Linked DNA regions of Mus musculus: region 2 is linked to region 1. Evidence: chromatin contacts called from public Hi-C data. All regions are on one chromosome and are shown on one strand. Each heading gives the region's core, a stretch centred on a gene start, on an enhancer-like site or on the middle of the called end of the contact. The rest is flanking DNA. Distances are from core to core; before and after follow the strand shown.

What was found. A called contact is a pair of places that touch in the nucleus more often than the background predicts.
Region 2: a Hi-C map of bone marrow-derived macrophages shows a contact between it and region 1, with 49 read pairs. The contact joins the enhancer-like site here to the promoter of Rsph6a in region 1. A contact is called at or near these places in 17 of 39 promoter capture datasets (the C10 cell line, cranial neural crest, embryonic stem cells and 9 more), 6 of 15 datasets of contacts at CTCF or cohesin (CD8 T cells, the G1E-ER4 cell line, the NIH/3T3 cell line and 2 more), 93 of 484 Hi-C or Micro-C datasets (the AML12 cell line, the AtT-20 cell line, B cells and 59 more), 13 of 115 datasets of contacts at active chromatin or transcription factors (bone marrow-derived dendritic cells, double positive thymocytes, embryonic fibroblasts and 5 more) and 3 of 9 other capture datasets (adipose tissue, liver and pancreatic islet).

Annotation. Positions count from the first base shown.
Region 1 is chr7:19,053,394-19,059,701 of GRCm38.p6, reverse strand. Rsph6a (radial spoke head 6 homolog A (Chlamydomonas)) reads right to left here and starts at 5,015. Exons shown (of 6, transcript NM_031255.2): 1 at 4,329-5,015; 2 at 1,934-2,165. The coding sequence starts at 4,957. It overlaps Sympk (symplekin), which reads right to left. Exons shown (of 27, transcript NM_026605.2): 24 at 6,256-6,308; 25 at 6,060-6,155; 26 at 5,404-5,787; 27 at 5,080-5,313. The coding sequence ends at 5,185.
Region 2 is chr7:19,101,097-19,106,495 of GRCm38.p6, reverse strand. Bhmg1 (basic helix-loop-helix and HMG-box containing 1) reads left to right here. Exons shown (of 13, transcript NM_001370811.1): 5 at 650-775; 6 at 1,496-1,732; 7 at 2,713-2,806; 8 at 3,486-3,592; 9 at 4,034-4,189; 10 at 4,508-4,560; 11 at 5,247-5,399. Among named protein-coding and RNA genes, the nearest start is that of Six5, 9.3 kb to the right of the region's middle. Within about 2 kb of position 2,580, at least 6 of the 459 cell types and tissues checked have an H3K27ac peak or open chromatin away from gene starts, as enhancers often do. A contact at or near this core is called in bone marrow-derived macrophages and olfactory sensory neurons, where this site is marked.

The DNA.
Region 1 (6,308 bases), core at 3,766-6,265:
CCTCCAGGGATTTCTTCATCTGCTTTCTGACTTTGTGAATGGCACACAGTTCATCCGAACATGTTTAGATTGCAAAGGTTTTTGTAGTGTCTACTGTTGACTTCCACTTTTATTTACTATAATCTTCAAAGACTTCTCTGTCGTTTGAGGCTTGACTTGTGCCCCCTCTGATGTGAGTTCCATATACTGCCAAAACCAAAAAAATCTGTTGGGTGGAATATTCCGTATATATCTGTTAAAGCCCAGCCCATCCACAGTAGACTTGAGCTCTCAAATTTCTTTGCATTTTGGTTTGGAAGACCTAGGTAAATTTGAGAGCAGGGCATTTGTGGCTGGGGCCGGAGGACGGCACATGGTTAAGAGCCTCTGCCTCCTGAGTGCTGGGATTAAAGGCATGCACCACCACACCCGTCAAAACATTTTGTTTTGTGTATGAGTGTTTTGTCTACATCTATGTCCATGAACCTTGTGTGTGTCTGATGCTCTCAGAGCTCAGAGATCTCCTGGAATCTTTCTATCCAATTTTTTCTTTTAAATGGGGTCTTATGGATCCCAAGCTGTTTGACCAGATGATTCTGAGCTGCCATGACTCCCGCACCAGGTTAGACCTTTAAAAAAAATACTACAGTTAGACTGGAGAGATGGCTCAGCAGTTAAGAGCACTGACTGTTCTTCCAGAGGTCCCGAGTTCAAATCCCAGCAACCACATGGTGGCTCACAACCATCTGTAATGGGACCCGATGTCCTTTTCTGGCGTGCATGAAGGCAAGCAGCTACAGTGTACTCATATAAATAAAATAAATGAATAATTCTTTAACAAGAAATGCTATAGTTACTCGTTTGTGTGGGGATGGGAGGACACTTTGTGGAAGCTTGCTCTCTCCCTCCACTTGGAGACTTAGGTTGTCACATTTGGTGGCAAAAGACCTTCACCCACTGAATCATCTCACTAATCTATTTCACCCAATTAAAAAAAGTAATTTACTTTTATTTTTCTGGGCATTGATTGGTGCTTGGCCTACACGTATGTCTGTGAGAGGGTGTTGGGTCTTGGCTTTATAGACAGGTGTGAACTGTGGCATATGGATGCCGGGAATTGAACGCAGATCTTCAGGAAGAGCAGCCAGCGTTCCTAATCACTGAGCCATCTCTCCAGCCCTCCCCCGTTAAAAAAAATTATTATTGAGATAATACTTTACTGTGAGCCCTGGAAGGTCTGTAACCCATCTGTGTAGCCCACATTAGCCTCAACTCACAACCCTCTTCCCTCAGCTCTCCTGGGCTTTTCCACTTTAAAACGCCCCCCAAAAAGCCCCCAAGCCCCCCAAGCCCAAAGTTCAAAACAGGGCCTCAAAGATTTGCAGGCTGGTTGGCCTGGCACTCACCATGTAGCTGCACCTCTGTTACTCCTAGGGAGCTGGCCTCACAGGTGTACACCACCAAACCCAGTGTGTGCAGTGCTGGGGCTGGAAGCCAGGGCCTTGTGCATGCTGGGCAAGCGCTCTACAAACTGAGCCATGCTCCCAGCTCCTCCCCTAAGTTGTATGGATCAGTCAAGGCAGGAGCATAGGACTGTGGACTTAAAACACTCCGAGGATGGTAGGATGTTCTCGGATGGTGTGTGGAAGAGTTCTTAGCAGGTTTAACTAATGGGGAAACTGAGGCAGGATAGGAAGGAATAGATTCTGAGTTGAGAGACCCTGGGAGGCAGTAGGAAATGTTTGTGGAGGTCTGGTGAGATGAGTGAACACACTTCCTCACACGACAGCCAGGGGCAGCTCCTACAGGGCACAAGTGCTTGTCCTTTGCTCCTAAACCTTGTGTGATGCCCCAGGAACTGCTGTTCACACCTTAGCACTGGCTTTGGCATAGGCTGGCCCCCCTACCCCCACCCCCAGTCTTGCCTCCCATCTGCCCACACCAGCTCACTCACCACCTCCTCTTCCATTTCCTGTTCGCCTTCTCCTCCACCCCTGATAAACAGAGCCTTTTGCTTTTCGGCCATCTCGTAGGTGGGCTGCATCTCGGGGTCGTCCCGCAGCGTGTCCAGCTTGGGGTGAAACCATTCCCACTGCATGGTGCGGTTCAGAGACTCCAGGATGGACAAGGGGTCCTCAGGGCGCTGGTTCAGGATCTTGGTCAGCAGGTTCACCAGGTGCTCATACCTGCCTCCCAAAGGAGTGGGAGGTGGGGGACACCACTCAGTCAGTGCACTGAGCCTGACGTTTTGTGCCTGTCCCTTTTTCTAGTGCTAGGGACACACAGGTGGGAACAGACAATGTCCCTGATCTGGTGCAAGTGGCATTCGGATGACAGACACAAATGGCTGCCTATAGCCAGGAATGAGAACTAAGCCTTCACTTCCTTCCTTCCCTGTGACAGGGTCTCACTGTGTAGCCCAAGTCAGCCTTCAACAAGAACGCTGATTTTATGACTTCTACTTAATATTGTTTAAGTGGCCACAGCCAATACAATTAGGCAGAGATTGAGAAAACGTATTGGAATAGAAGAAGCAACATTGTTGAGGCTCACAGACAATGCTTGGGGTTGCAGGAAGTCCTAGGATGGGCGTGTGCCTGGTATACTGGGAAAAGATGGAGCTCTAGTGTAGCTGGAGTGGGGAAAGGGAGGACGGAGGATGGAAAGGAAACGAGAGTCATAGTCCCACCGGCTTCCACCCACTTAGTTCAGGCACCACAGTGAGCATTTGAGAGCACTGCTGAATCCTTGCAACCGTTTTACACACGTGCGTGCGTGCGCACACACACACACACACCCCTCCACAAGAGGGAGCTACTGCTTAGGAAACCTGTGGTCATGGCTCTGCGCCTGTGAAGCCAGGCTGGCCTCATTGCAAAGCATTTACATGAGGCTTTCTGTTGCATCCAATCCAACTCTGTGAATGGTCTCAAGTGTAGGAGAGGTAAGGAGATGGGACTGGCTGGGTAGCTCAATGGTTTTAAGGCGCTTACCTAACTTGCAGGATGCCCTAGGTTTAAGCTCCAATACTGTACAATAAATTATGGAAGTACATATCTTGGAGGAGAAGAACACAGGCTGCCCTGCAGAGGACCTGGGGGAGCCAAGGCCATCCTCTAACCTCTGAAGGCACTGCAAGCCTGTGGTGCATTTACAACCATGTAGGCAAAATACTCATCCACACTAACTAAAAAATGTAAAAGGCTAGAAAGATAGCTCTGAGGCTAAGAGTACTTACTACTCTTGCAGAAAACCAGAGTTCAGTTGCCAGCACCTATGTCAGGCAGCCCACAACGGTCTCTGACTTCAGATGCAGAAGAAATGCCTTTTTCTGGCCTCCAGAGGCAGTAAGTATGCTTACACACACACACACATGCATACACACACATGCACGCACACACACACTCATGCACACACATGCATACACACACATGCACACACACACACTCATGCACACACATGCATACACACACATGCACGCACACACACACTCATGCACACACATTCACATACATACATACATGCTCTCAGAGACTTAAAAGAGGTGAGAACAGGAGAAAAAAGTGAGACTAGCCAGGGTGCTTCAGGAAGGAACCTTGAAGCTCTCAAGACTGGGAATATATTGGCGAAATGCTATGGGTTAATTTTGACTGGGTCTGGGGCCTGAGGTAGAGACAACTAAGTAATGAGTAGAAATTGCATATTGACAGCAGGCAGGGCCGCACCTCCTGAATATTCTCTCCCAGGCACTAGGGAGCCATAGCAGGTTCTTAGCAGGGGAGGGATGGAATCGGCTATGTGCTTTAGCCAGCCTTGCGTCACTAACTTCCTTTCCCACTGTGGTCCCAGACAGCAGCAGCCTTCCAAGGCCTTGCTGTGCCCTGAGTCTCAATCACTGTACCTCTTGTTATGTGCAAGGTGCTATCCCAGGTCCCTCCCCCTGCCTGGCCACCTAAGTCCTTTTCACTGACCATGCCACATCTGACATCCACAGTTCATTCTTTATAACACACTGAATGGAAGGAGGGGGACAGTGGCTGCAGCTCATTGACTCTGACAAGTAGAGGGTCCTGGGAACCAGAGGCCTTGCTCTAGAATACTGGCCCTCCCCCTTCTTAGCTTGTGATTTTAAATAACCCAGCCTCTCTGGTTCAGTCTCCTGCAAAAACAGGCTTAGTGGCTGGGACTAGATGTTAGGGGTGTGTGTTGGCACTGTGTCTGCTCCACTTGCTATTCCTTCCCCAACTCTCTGCTAACTTAGACATCCAGAGACCCCACACCTGAGGCAGCCTTGGCTAGAGCCCTTCCCAGTCAGCTGCCCGCCTTCTCCACCCTCCACCTCCTCTCACAGGCTGAGGTTGCAGCTCATGCTGGTCCGCAGCAGGTAGGCCTTGGCGTTCTGTATTGCCAGCTCACGAGGCTCGGGGTCAGGTACCTCTCCAACAATGGGCATGAAGCCCAGGTCAGAGGGCCTCAGGTGGAGGGAGGGGTCGTCTCTCAGGTAGGGTCCGTGCTGTGTGTCCTGGCTGAATATCTCATCCTCTCTTGGATACAAGTTGAGCTGGCCCAGGATTCCAGAAGCCGAGCCTTGGTAGGTAGACTCCAGTTGTTCTAAGAGGTCCTGGCCCTGTGGGAACTGCTCCATCATCCTGCTATCATCCAGGTAACCCTGTTGCGAGAACTCCATGGGAAAGCCTGGCGTGTAGCCTAAGGGCATGGACTGGTGGTACTCGGTGCCTTCATCACCTTGAACATCTGGGACCAGGCTGGACCTCTGTGGCCAGTGGGGTAGACCAGTTCCCTGCAGGTCCTGACTGCCCTGACTGCTCCGACTGCCCCGCTGCGGAGGTGGTCGGTTCAACCCATCCTCTGGGATGGTTAACAGAGGCTGAGAGTACTCTTGACTCCGTGCCCTTTCTGAGCCTTGGGAAGCCCTCCGGGTTTGAGAGGGGTCAGGATTGGGCGGTGGTTCCCCCATGCCTCGGAAAAAGTGTGCTGCCCTATCCTGGACCCTGCCTGCCTACCGTTACTTTACCAGCGCGGGGCGCCCTCAGGGTGAGAAACGGTGTGCGCAGGCGCAGTCTAACACAGGCACATCCTCAGGATTTCTAACCTGGCGCAGCTACGCCCTCTTTTATTTGTGTTAAGGCAAAGCTCCAGGAGGCCCCGTCCCGCCCCTCCCCTCCCCCCAAACTCCCGCAGCTGTCAGCTGTTCCCCTTGCTCTCGGGTTCCCTGGTTTCTGGGCTGGAGGTCTTCAAGGCTTCTTCCACAGCATGGCTGAGGTTCTGGGGGCTCCGCTCATCCTTGGAGCTCGACCCGACTGCTGCTGCCTCCTGGTGGCGGGAGAGGGCAAGAAGCAGTGGGTCAAGAGCTAGTTACCCACTCAGACCCATTCCCAGGGCTCTGCTGCAATCTATTCCTACCTTAGGCAGGGGCCCCTCGAGACTAGAGTCCAGCAGTGTGGTTTCAGCCAGCCCCGAGTCGTCGTCCATGCTGATGAAGATGGCCGGGGTCTCGCATTCGGGACCCTCCTCCCGGTATTCCATGACCTCCTCAGCTGGGGTGGGCCCAGCTCGGGCTGCTGCTGGCACCGAGGGCGTTGAGGACACACAGGCAGCGGGCGCTCCGATGCCTGTGGGCTTCTGCTTCTGTTCCTCCTCCAGCTGCCTCTTCAGGGCCTTCTCCTGAGCCAATCGCAGGCCGATGAGGTCCTGAGGGGGCCGTGGGGCAGGGGCCGGGGCCGGGGCCGGGGCCGGGGCCGGGGCCGGAGCCGGGGCCAAAGCCAGAGCCAAGGGCTCCAGGTCATCCTGGGGTGGGAGAAGCACTCAGCTCAGGAAGGGTACACCTAACACACACCCGCATCCTACCCCCACCCACGCATCAGGGTAGAGAAAGCAGAGCACTCAGCGCTGCTGAAAGCAAAGAGCGCACATCGCATAGACTTTCCATCCTGGTGCAAAGGTGTGTGGGGTCGGCGGCCATTTTCCTTTACCAGGGACAAAATCTTGGGAGACTGTGGGTTTAATGAGCGGACGTCTTGGGGTGAGAGGCACAGGTAGGTGGGCGTCATTGCGCTCACCTCTTCCAGGGGCCCTGAAGGTGCTTCCTTGACTTCGGGCTCCTGCTTTCCAGTGGCCTCCAGGATGGTCATGATGGAGTTGGGGATGTGTGCTTGCTAGGTGAAGGGAAAGGCACCTCTCAGAACCCCATAACATAGAACCAAACCTTCCAGAGCTTTCCTGCTCACTCGGCTCCACTCTACCACACCCAGTTACCTGGTGGGGAGTGAAGGAGCGCACATGGGCCAACAGTGGCTCCCGGAGCTCAG
Region 2 (5,399 bases), core at 1,331-3,830, 49 kb before region 1:
ATGTGACTAGAGGAGATGCTGCACTGAGTGGGTTGATGCATGCCCTTCCCAAGCCAGATCCTGATTCAGACTCTGCTGTGACCATAGCCTCTCAGGCTTCAGTCCCGAAATCTGTAATTTAGGACCCCACCAGCAATTTCCTTCTGTGTTTGTCATGGGAATCAGAGATGTTAATACAAACAACATGAGGGCTGCAGCTCACAGCTACCCAGCACTATACAGTGATTGGTGTGAAACACTCAGATGGTAAGTGGCTGCGGGCACAGAGGCCAGAGCAGAAATATGAGGTCTGTGGGGCAAAGCAGAGGGGTGGACATGAGAAGTACTAGAAGATTCCACCTGGGAACATCCTTCACATTAATTTGCTTTTGTTTTTATTTTTTCCTTATTTATTTTACTTTTGAGGCAGAATCCTACTTTATAGCCCAGACAGGTGTCAAACTTGCAGCAATCTTTCTGCCTTAACCCTTTAAGTGCTGCCTGCCCTATCCTTTGACTTTTTGGCTGTGCAGCAATAGACCTCAGTTCCCTTGTTGGTAACGTCTGCCTGAAAACTTTCCCTCCTACCCAGGGTAGGAAAGCCTTGTCTGGGAGGAGGAGGATGTGCAAGACCAGGAGTGGGGTCTAATCTGTGACTCTCCGCTCCTAGGGCCAGGTTTGAACCCATCTGCTGGCCAGACACAGCAGCAACACTCCACTCCCTCCAGCTCTCAGAAGCCAAGCCTTTGGAGCACCTCTTCAAAACCTCGAAAGAAGAAGTTTACCCGAGTGTCAGGTATGTGTGGTCTATGGAAGCACAGGAACTACTGTTACAGAGTAGGCTCCTTCTCTAGAAACACACTGCGTCAGACCCCACCAATCTATGTCTGAGTCCACTCCCAGGCCTTCATGGGCTTTCATTTCTTCCTCATTGAGACAGGCGGCAGTCCAGCCCCTCTCAAGGTTACAGAAAAGCCTGAGCAGATACTGCCAAGCAGTGCTTATATCAGAAGCACTGGCAAGGCCCAAGTAGGATGCTGCTGTCATCATATTTTCCTTGAGCTAGGGCATCGGGAGGCAGGGTGGTAGCAGGATTGGGGTGTAGAGTCTGAGAGTCCTGGCTCTAGCCCAGCCTCACCACACCCTCGCTTCCCAACCCCTTGAGGCCCTCAGTGCACATACCTGTGAAGTGGGACTATGGCCTGCCTAACCACTAGTCTCTAGTCACAACTGTACACTGCAATTATTTGAGGTGCTTAGAGACTTCCTAAGTGTTTGGAAGTGGCCTGGTGTGGCATGTTATACCAACTGCACTTTGCTGTTAAAACCTCAGAATTTTGCACACAGGGTGGGCTCTATTTGAAGAGCTGGGCACACCTGGGATTCTGGGAGCACCAGGACAAACAATGCTCTGGGATGTGTCATCCCAGAGCAGAAGAATTCCCTATCTGAGCCAAATTCTGAGGCATTGCAGTGCCTCTACCAAGCCCCCTGACTCCTGTCTCTATTCTCTCAGAGCATCCATCCTGGCCCTATAATCCTCGACGCTCTCTAGCTCTGGACCAGGCTGAAAATCCTAACACCATACATCCAGGCCTAAAGGAAGAAAATGAGGAATGTGCCACCTATCCAGGAGTCCTCAGCCCTAGCACCTACCCCACAACTGAACCATCTGTGTCTGAAGGCGATGGACAAGGGGCCCAGTTGGTGTTCTTGGACATGGCTCAGAACATCTTTGCCTATGACATCCTAAGTTGGTGCCTTTCCTTAGAAGGAAGTTCCTTTTTTATTTGCATGTGTTCTTTCTCTGCTCCCCACCCCCCACTCATGTGTACACGTGCATGTCTATTTGTGCTCTTTCACAGACTGCTCTGGACAGTCTTATCACCTAGGCATATATCACCAAATGGGATGGCACTGCCTATCACATCATGGGGCTTTCATTCCCAGCTCCCCTTTCTTGTGTCAGGCTCTGTAAGAGAGGGACAAGATTGGGGTCACCTTTGTGTATACACCTCAGGTCTCAAATCTGGGGATGGGGCAGCATATGTCTACTGGACTTCTCTGAAGCCAGACTGTCCCTTGTCTGTCACTGTATCAGAGGTGAGAAGGGGTTGAAATGCCTCACAAGGACAGGAGAACAGGCAGGAATGTAAGTCCTGGCTTTGAACTCCCTCTAAGGCTGCCAAGCACCCAGTCCCTCTCCATCATGCTTCCCTGTTGTTCATGTACCCCCTCTAGGCCAGGCCATGAGCTATTGGTGCTTGTGACACAGTAGTGACTAAATTCTCATTCCAGTGATGCAATTCCCCACTTCTCCAGGACCATCCAGACTTTCTGGGGTGCTAGAATACCCTGGTCCCAGAAGAGGCAGCATATTTCTGCTAGCTATGTGACTTGTCACTAAACATGCCATTTCATATGGCAGTGACTGGGCTAACCCATTGGCCTAGTGGTGTTGTAAATCAGTAAAAGACTTAGAGGGCTGGGGACAGGGCCAGAACTCTTATGTGCCATCATGAGATCTTATTGTCATGGCATTGTGACACCATGTTAAAGATCTGATCTGCTGGCAGCTTCTGATAGAGATATGAGTCAATGTTGGGGTGACTCATGCACTCCAGCTTCACCCAGGCACCATGCCTGGTCCCTCTCCTTGCCCCCTGTCTTGGAGCCCTGGAATCTGGCCCACATTCAGGCATAGTTACCTTACTCTGACACCCCCTCCTCCAGGTGATCATGCTGTAGAAGTCCAGGGTGGAGAGCCCAATGCTGACATCAAGGTTCAGAGGTCCTTTTTCCTCACCAGGGCACAGCCCTGTGTCAGGTAAGGAAACCCCAGGGTGTCATTGGCTGGGACTGTATCAGCGGACTATGAGAAGTGGCTTCACATTCTCTGTCAGGGCTCTCTGAATGGCACTCTGGGCCCGGCTTCATGCTGACTGGTGCAGGCTCCTGGGCAGGTCTGGCTTCCCACCTTCTAAACTGGTGGTTGTCACCTGCTGATCTTCCATACCTCTTGTCCCCTCCCAGCCTGTTCTTATCTGCTGAGTGTGTCTCTAATATAGACTTTGACTGATCAGTAGGGCTAGAAAACCCCTGGCCCAAGGTAGAGCCCAAACCTCTTCCTTGGCATCGGAGAATGTGACCCTGTCTCACCATGTCACCCTTTCTTGCTTTTACCACCAGTCTTCCACTAAACAGCCTAAATGTTCTTCAGTCCCCACACAACCTGCTCTGAGCTTGCTGACCTTGTCCCTCTACTTGGAGTATCTGCCTTTCTGATTTACTTGGGAAACTACCTACTCTCCTACTCGCCCTCTTGTCTTCCTTAGAATCTCCCCAACAGGCTCCCTTCTGTTGTCAGCATCTGTTTACCAGTTCATTTTCCACACAAGCCTTGAAGCTCCGTGGGGGCAGAAGCTAAGCTGATTGAATTCCCTGGAGTTTCATGCAATTAGCCATGTGAGCTCAGTCCAGCGCTCTGTGTCTTCCTCTGATTCCAGTTCTTGCAGGCAGAAGCTATTCTTGTGTACTTCCAGTGAGGCAGACAAAGAAGCCCCAGACTCTGACCCCTGGCTTCCTGTTTGGACCTCCGAGGACAGCCCCAATGGTGATTACAAGTCCTCTCCTTGTAGGCTTTGAGCCTTCTGAACATTTCTCACCAGAGGATTTCCATGGCAGAAAAAAGCAGGAAGAAGACTGGGGAACTGCTAAGCACAGGGATGGAAAACACTATGCCTAGCGTCATTTTGCCCCTGGTTGCTATGCCAGGCATTGCTAATCAATCCCTGCTTTTCCTTGAGCCAGCTACTGCAGAACCTTTTAAACACGTCGCTTTGGGTCACTACGGTCAATCTGCTGGCCCTGGCATACTGTGATGATTTTTCCTCTTTTGTTGTTGATGTGTTGCCAGGCAATGTGCCTTTTAATTTTCTATACCACCTTGACTCCGAATGGCAATCTCCTTTCCCCAGTGTCTGACGCTATCTCCTCAAAGCTTGCTGCTACATTGGGGGTTGACTGCATACCTGAGTGCCATGATCCTTTGCAGGGAGCCCGCTGGCTTTGGGGTCTTCCCAGATCAATACTTGGCATGTGGCAGACTACCTGAATGAGATCTTAGGAGTCAGCTCTTCCCTCTTCAGCTCCCCAAGCAAAATCCTGCCGGATCATGTCCTAGAAGATGGCACCTACTTTCTGACTGAAGGTGGGCTACTGGAATGGGAGGAGCCTCATTCATTCATAAAACATGGGGATACTCACCCACCAAAAATACTTGGGCCTGAGTTGAGCTCAGTGGACTCCCAGAGGGCCTTGAGGGGCCTACAGCTCTTCACAATGCAGGGACTACTAAGTCATGTAGTGAGGGGGAGGCTCCAAAAACCTGTCACTGTGCCCTTAGCTGGCCTATGAATGAGACTTGGACACAGGCTAGGAAATTCTAAAGGGGAGACAATGGAAATGCAGGGCAGGGGCTGTCTGGGTGCAGTCAGAAAGCCTAGTCCTGCTAGTGCTCTGCTCACAGGTCTCTTGGAGTCTTCACCTGCTACCTGTGAAGTGGAGAGCCCACAAGAGAAGGTAGGTTCTGTCTTCCTGGCTTGTCTCCCTGACTGTGCACCCCACACCTTCATCTTTCCCAGAGTTACAACCTCTGTCCTCACCACCCACCTTTGAGCTCACTGTTGCCCATGAGGGGCCTGGAAAAGGTCTGCCTAAGATCACAGCTGCTCTTCAAGCAGGGTGGGGTGGGTGGGGGTGGGGGATGGGTTCTCTCACCTCCCATGGTTTCCTCAGTGTCCTCCTGCCTCAGCCTTCAGAGAGCTTGGATTACAGGAGTGTATCAATTTAGCTGAGCAAATAAGTCTCAATTCCCTGAGCATGGGGTTTACCCAAAGTGGGTAGTTGCGTTGCATCTTGGACCTCACGATGCCTGAAACTCATAAAGACAGAATCCACTGGTGTCCTCCAACTTTGTTTTGGCTTCCAGCTTAGCCATAGGAGGGAGCAGGAGAGAGGGAGAACTAATCACCTGGGACTGGTGCTGAGGCTATGGCCGTGCAGATGGGAGGGAACACCTGTGTCTTCCAGCTAAGGCACTCTGCTCTAGTCCCAGTTTCTTCATTGATGCCACAAGGCCCTTACTTGGGACATTAGAGCCAAGGTTCCTGAGTTTCCAGGGGTGTGGAGACAGACTAGGGTGTCTAACCTAAGCTGTTTCTAACGTCCTGAGTATCTTATAGTTAGTGTCTTCTTATGTGATCCAGGAAGTATCCTCTGAAGGCCCCACAGGCCCACCTAACTTCCAGTCCTCTGTCTCACTGGACCACTGCTACCTGTCGCTGAGTGAGAATGTCAAGGTGCTGTCTAACTGTGGCTCCAGCTCAGAGTCCACAGACACAGAGTCTCTGTGGGGACAG